Regions from separate parts of the Mus musculus genome. Here region 1 is linked to region 2. Evidence: chromatin contacts called from public HiChIP or PLAC-seq data. All regions are on one chromosome and are shown on one strand. Each heading gives the region's core, a stretch centred on a gene start, on an enhancer-like site or on the middle of the called end of the contact. The rest is flanking DNA. Distances are from core to core; before and after follow the strand shown. Region 1 overlaps Lef1 (lymphoid enhancer binding factor 1). Region 2 has its middle 93 kb from the start of Gm36603.

The links. HiChIP or PLAC-seq counts read pairs in DNA pulled down with a chosen protein or histone mark.
Region 1: a contact with region 2 is called in an H3K27ac HiChIP or PLAC-seq map of regulatory T cell precursor, with 2.8 times the contacts expected there. The contact joins two enhancer-like sites. A contact is called at or near these places in 1 of 15 datasets of contacts at CTCF or cohesin (large pre-B cells), 11 of 484 Hi-C or Micro-C datasets (CD4 T cells, CD8 T cells, embryonic stem cells and 3 more), 2 of 115 datasets of contacts at active chromatin or transcription factors (CD8 T cells and regulatory T cell precursor) and 1 of 9 other capture datasets (embryonic stem cells).

What each region holds. Positions count from the first base shown.
Region 1 is chr3:131,206,789-131,209,967 of GRCm38.p6, reverse strand. The region is part of intron 11 of Lef1 (lymphoid enhancer binding factor 1); the gene reads right to left. Among named protein-coding and RNA genes, the nearest start is that of Hadh, 64 kb to the left of the region's middle. Within about 2 kb of position 1,872, at least 77 of the 459 cell types and tissues checked have an H3K27ac peak or open chromatin away from gene starts, as enhancers often do. A contact at or near this core is called in CD8 T cells, memory CD8 T cells, regulatory T cells and 1 more, where this site is marked.
Region 2 is chr3:131,013,145-131,016,551 of GRCm38.p6, reverse strand. No RefSeq gene overlaps it. Among named protein-coding and RNA genes, the nearest start is that of Gm36603, 93 kb to the left of the region's middle. Within about 2 kb of position 1,996, at least 41 of the 459 cell types and tissues checked have an H3K27ac peak or open chromatin away from gene starts, as enhancers often do. A contact at or near this core is called in CD8 T cells, memory CD8 T cells, regulatory T cells and 1 more, where this site is marked.

The DNA of each region.
Region 1 (3,179 bases), core at 623-3,122, 190 kb before region 2:
TTTATTGAAAGGACTCAGATGTAGCTGTCTCTTGTGAGACTATGCCGGGGCCCAGCAAACACAGAAGTGGATGCTCACAGTCAGCTAATGGATGGATCATAGGGCTCCCAATGGAGGAGCTAGAGAAAGTAGCCAAGGAGCTAAAGGGATCTGCAACCCTATAGGTGGAACAACATTATGAGCTAACCAGTACCCCGGAGCTCTTGACTCTAGCTGCATATATATCAAAAGATGGCCTAGTCGGCCATCACTGGAAAGAGAGGCCCATTGGACTTGCAAACTTTATATGCCCCAGTACAGGGGAATACCAGGGCCAAAAAGGGGGAGTGGGTGGGCAGGGGAGTGGGGGTGGGTGGATATGGGGGACTTTTGGTATAGCATTGGAAATGTAAATGAGTTAAATACCTAATAAAAAATGGAAAAAAAAAAAAAAAGAAAAAGAAAAAAAGAAGGAAAGAAGGAAAGAAGGAAGGAAGGAAGGAAAGGAAGGAAGGAAGGAAGGAAGGAAGAGAGAGAGAGAGAGAAAGAAAGAAAGAAAGAAAGAAAGAAAGGAAGGAAGGAAGGAAGGAAGGAAGGAAGGAAGGAAGAAAGAGAGAGAGAGAAAGAAAAAGAAAGATCGATCCTGAAAATTCAGGGGAACTCCTAGGAAAAAAACAAAGTGGAGGAGCTCCAGGCCAGAGGGTTGAGGTGGGAGGGTGGGTACCACTGAGCAGGCTGGGTGTGAACTGGAGTGTGAAGCCCCTGAATGTATGACTGTAAGATACCTATGAGGTTTCCCTGGAGGCAGAGCCTCTGCCCGCACCCTGCCCAGGCCTTGGTGGGTACACAGACTGGGCATTGCCCTCTCAGGACTGAAAGACGGCTGGGGTGATTTCACCTCTCTTTAGAGCGGTGCTTCTCAACCTTGCTGATGCTGTGGCCCTTGAATACAGTTCCCTCACACTGTGGTGACCCCCACCCATAAAATTATTTCCACCGCTACTTCCTAACTGTAGTTTTGCTCCTGTTGTGAATGGTAGCGTAAATATTTTTGGAGACAGAGGTTTGCCAAAGGGGCCGTGACCCACAGGTTGAGAACCGCGGCTCTACAAAGCGAGTAGGTTCTAATCAAGTGCTCCATCTGTCTGTCCTGGGCTTGCTTCTGAGGTGAGATCGGCTCAGGCAAGACAGGACCTTCCTACACCATGGGAGAAACCAAACCCACGTAATCAGTAGTAGTTCTGAGTACTTGTGGGCGCCAGAAAACCACTCTGGGGAGGGGAAGAGGCCTCGGAGGGGATCTGCACAGGAAGTGAAGAACCACACAGGCAATTGACTGTCACACAGAAGCAGTCTGGGCGGTGGCACGTTAGGGAAGGGAGACAAAAGGGTCCCTGTGGCAGCACCACGAGGCGGTGCAGATCAGAAGTTAGATGAATTAATTAGAGGCCCCGGTTTCTCTCCCTACTCTCTCACCCCATGCAGACCCAAGACCAGAGACTGTGAGACCTGGGTAGACCAGTCCTGGGGCTCTCTGCTGCAGCTCTTCCAGAAGGGACTACAGATGACTGTCACAGGGCCCTCCTCCATGGCAGAGTACTTTCTTGAGGTCTTGAGGGCCAAGAACCTTTTTTTGGGGGGTGGGGGTGGGGCGGGTTAGAGTCAGGGTTTCTCTGTGTAGCCCTGGCTGTTCTGAAACTCACTCTGTAGTCCAGGCTGACCTGCCTCTGCCTCCCAAGTGCTGGTATTAAAGGCGTGCATACTACTGCTGGCTGCCAAGAATCTTTTATTTTTATTGCAGCATTAGATTTCTTGGCAAGACTCCTTTGTCAAACACCCTCCAGTGGCACAGGTAGCACATGACAGTGGGGTCCCTCTCTGTCCCATTCGATGCAGCATCTCCAGGTCTTAATAAGCACTAGTGGCTGGCAAGCCCCGGTGCAGGAGTTCTTACAGCAAAGGAAGAAGAGAGGTGTGGAAAGCAAGCATTCTGTCATCACTAATTCACTGGACTCTTTCTGGATGGCCGCCTGGGTTCCTCTATGCTCTGCACATATCTCGTAACTCCCAGGTTTTCTCTGCACAAGACTGTGGTGGTGGTGGTGGTGGTGTGTGAGTGGTGACTTCAAAGACCATGTGGCCCATCCAGGAAACGAGAGAGAGAGAGAGAGAGAGAGAGAGAGAGAGAGAGAGAGAGAGAGAGAGAGAGGGGGGGGGGGGGCACGATACTAGTGGCTTTAAGCAGTAAGTGCAGCAAGCCAGGCTTCACCCAGCAGCTGGGGACTCGAGGACAATGGGGGGGGCAACAGCTGGGGGCTCGAGGACAATGGGGGACAGCGACTGGGGGCTCAAGGACAATGGGGGACAGCAGCCAGGGGCTCAAGAACAATGGGGGGAGCAGCAGCTGGGGGCTCTAGGGCAATGGGGGGCAGCAGCTGGGGGCTCAAGGAGAATTGGGGGACAGGGGAAGGTTTTGTTTTGTTGTAGTATATTCAAAGAAGACTCCTTAACCTTCAGGAAAAAAAAATTAGTGGCGAGAATCTCAAAGATTTCTGTGACTTATTAAAGAAACAGGCAGCTGAAGTGCATTTTAAGACAAAAAAATAAGCAGATTTTACATCAAACATTTTGTATCAAACTCAGCTTTTATATCAAATATATCAAGTATATAATATATACATACATACATATGAAATCATGATTACATATATAATCATGAAAGGTATTAAATCAAGTTCCAACTCTTAAGTACTGCAGTGCATTTCACACGAAATAGGTAGCTCTAAAACTGTTGAAGCAAAAGCTGCATTTAGTCCATGACTGAGAGCTGGCCCTGGGCACACTGTACTTCCGAGGGCCTTCTCCGTCATGGCTGGACATGCAAAGGTGGGGTAAACTATTCCTAAGCGATCAGCAATGAAAAGATCACATTTATAAAACAGGCGTGGTCTCCAGTGCCAGCAAACCACGGGTGGTGGTACATGCCGGTAATCCCAGCACTCAGATGGTGGAGGCAGGAGGATCAAAGTTCAAGGTCAACCTTGGCTACATAAGTGAGTTGGAGGTCTGCCTGTGCTACATGAGACCCTGTCTTAAAGAGATGAAACCAAGAAACGAACAGAAACAATACAAGGTGTGTATATGCAAGCTTCTTTCTAGGTTGTTCATCTATGAAGCCAGATGTATCCTGGGGCTGGGAT
Region 2 (3,407 bases), core at 747-3,246:
TTCTCCACAATGGTCCCACTGTAAACAGCTGAATCTGCAAATGTCAGGGCTCTGCCACTTAGACACCCACCGAGCCACATCTGTCTGTGCAGAGCGGAGCGGCTCTCTCAGATGGGATCCTGCACTCTTTCAGCAGGCTGACTCCCACTTCGTTCAGAAGGCTTCCCCAGTGTTTGAGGTTACATCCTATCACCACGTTTTTTTATGGCCTCAGAGCCCGGCCCAAGAAGTTCTTTTTTTCTGCCCACAAACCGTATTGTTGCTCAAGTGTGCTTCTTAAAACAATGAATATGTAACTCATTAGATGCCCAGAAGGGACGGGAGATGTAAGGATCTAACTTTATTCACTGACACAGATTGCAGAGACACACAAAGCCTGCTCAGATCCTTTGTAAAATTTGGAGTCAGAGACACACACACCGCCTCCATTCCTACCCGCAGATGTTTACTGACTGATAGATGGCAGGGTCTGTATGCCATATGCAGGCAAGCTAAACACCATTGACCTTGACAGGAGGTATATATTTTTTCTGAGGTACATTTAGAGGGAGAAGTCTCTCTGCAGAGATGGTGTAGATGTATTGTTAATATGAATTGAGCTGTCCGGGTACTACCCTCCCTGTTCGTTACCTAAGCTACCAGCAGGAGGGAAAGCCATGCCACTAACTCAGGAAACCGTGTCTTAACCACGAACAAATAAGACAAGCTATATTGCCTTCTATTCCATCTTAATTGCATCACATGTAGATTAATATCCACACTTTTCTCACTCCTAACATAAGCAGTAGGGAGTGCTTACAGCGGACATGTAACATTCCCTGTTCACTGTGAACTTCTACCCTTTTACATACGATGTAACTATTTGATTCTAGCCAAACTTTGATGAGGTGAGCATCATTCTTATTAATTTAGAAGCAAAGAAAACGAGGCTCAGAGAGCCATGGCCAGGCAGCCAGTGGTTCTAAGGTCTAGAAGCAAAGAAAACGAGGCTCAGAGAGCCATGGCCAGGCAGCCAGCGGTTCTAAGGTCTGACTTCAGAGTCTGTCTAAATGGTGAGCAGCCTGCCCCCCTCCTCTTCTGCAACAGTCTAGAAAGGAATCAGAGGGTCGCAGCTCACAGAACCATCTCCCATAAAATCACATAGCTTTGCTTGTCTGTCCATGGATCTTTGATACCAGCTAGCCTGTAAGAATCCAGGTTCCTTAGTCACAATATAGCTACCCTTTACTTCTTTTGTTTTGTTTTATATATATATTGGGAGGAGGGGGTCCAGACAGGGTTTCTCTGTGTAGCCCTGGCTGTCCTGGAACTCACTTTGTAGACCAGGCTGGCCTCGAACTCAGAAATCCGTCTGCCTCTGCCTCCTGAGTGCTGGGATTAAAGGTGTGCGCCACCACGCCCGGCTTGTTTTATATTTTTAATTTATTTTTATTTATATGAGTACCCTGTAGCTGTCTTCAGACACACCAGAAGAGGACATCAGGTCCCATTACAGATGGTTGTGAGCCACCATGCAGTTGCTGGGAGTTGAACCAGTGGGAGAGAACTGAGTGCTCTTAACCACTGAGCCATCTCTCCAGCCCCTTAGTCCTTTTGTTATCAGAACTATTTCCCAGTCGTCTCTGCCTGCTCCACCCAGTATCCCACCTCAGCTTCCTGAAGGAAAAAAGGACTTGGTTTAGGGACAAACAGGGGACAAGAAACAGACCTTGCCCAATCTCCCAAACCCATAAAACATTTTACCATGAGAGGAAGACAGAAATTTCTTGATCCTGACCAGTGAACAAAAGGTCACTGGATTCTCCCCGGAGAGGAATCTATACAGACTATGACAATGCTAGTTACAAATCACTTGGTCGCCCAGGGAACTGTGCTGGTGGGAACCCTGAACTCACGTACCTTAAGCAAATAAACAGATAAAGGGAAAAGCCACACCACAGCTCCAGCCAGCTGCCACACGATTATGAAACCTCTCCCGTCTTTAGTTAAATGTTGTAAGATAATTGATGGTTACATTTTTTTTCTTGTTTCTTGTGGTATTGTGGTCTTCCCCCTCAGAGGAGAGTCATCCTTTTAAGTGGGATCCAACAACCTTCCTCAAAGGCTGGAAGTCAAAACGGAGCCAACACTACTTTGAAATGGTATTTAATGTCAGGTTGGCAGCCTTAGGGAATATGAAGGTGTTTGCATTAGCGGCTTCCCCGCTTGGTTACATTGTTTGATTTTGTGTCAATGGCATGCCCGTTCGGGAGGTGTTTTATACGTGGTTAGCATAGGGGCTGCACACAGTATTTGCTCTAAGTAGGTTATTTTCTCTTTTTTCACCATAGTGAGGTAATTTAGGCCTCGGCATGGCTTTAAGATGCCATCTGGCACCCCAAGTGTCACACTTCCTGTTTGGTCTATGTTGTTGTGTGTGGTGTAAACATTAACACTGGCAGCTTTCGTGGTGTTGGCTTTGAAGTGACTTAGAGGAGAATTACTTCCACAGTCCGGTGCCTGTCTCCTTGCTTACAGAATCAGGTTAGGTGGCATATAGAAGGGTCTCAGGGGCATGCTATGACATAGAGCCACCATTTGACCAGCTCCCCTGAGGCCCTATCGAGACACAGCTGACTACTTTAGCAAGACACCCACGCTATCTCATGGATATTATTCCATCAGATGATACCGAAGAAGAAGGTAAACTTAAAAGAAAAATTTAGAGTCCACACAAGTGTAGGTTCTCTAGGACTTTCTAGGGAGATTTCCTGAGTGTGTAACTTTTGAGGCACATTCACAGGTCTCTCAAACACCAAGCACCTGTTTCCCTTCCTGCACCGGTGCCAGACTTCTCAGTGATCCTGTTTTGACACCATAAATGCCAAGATTTGTCCCAAAGTCCCCAAATGTCTTGCCCTATTTAGACTCTGCTGTGCTCTGGTCTATGCTTGGAATTTTCTTTTCTTTCGTATGAAATCGATTGCTTTTGTATCTTTAAAATTACGTTGTTTTTGCTCATTCTTTGAGAATTTTGCACAATATATCTATATCATATTCACCCCTCACTTATCCTCATAACAACTCCAAGATCGACCCCCATCCTCCTTGCTACCCTAACATCATGTCCCCTTGTATTAGTAACTCACCGAGTGAGGTTTGTGCAGCTCTTTCTGTGACCTTCGGTTCCACTTCCTTCTGTTGGTCAGGATCAGGTTGGTCTGTGAAGACTTTCCGACCCCCACAATCACATCACACCCCCTGCCTCCCTCTCTCCTCCTTGGTCCCTGAAGTGGCACTGAGGTGAGCTGTTCCGTGTTGGAGTTGAGTAGCCTTGGTTTTCCCCAGGGCCGTGAGGCTGGCGGAGGGAAAAGGCAGAACCAATTTAAGCAACTCACAGATCAAACCAAACTCAGAATTTCATTTCC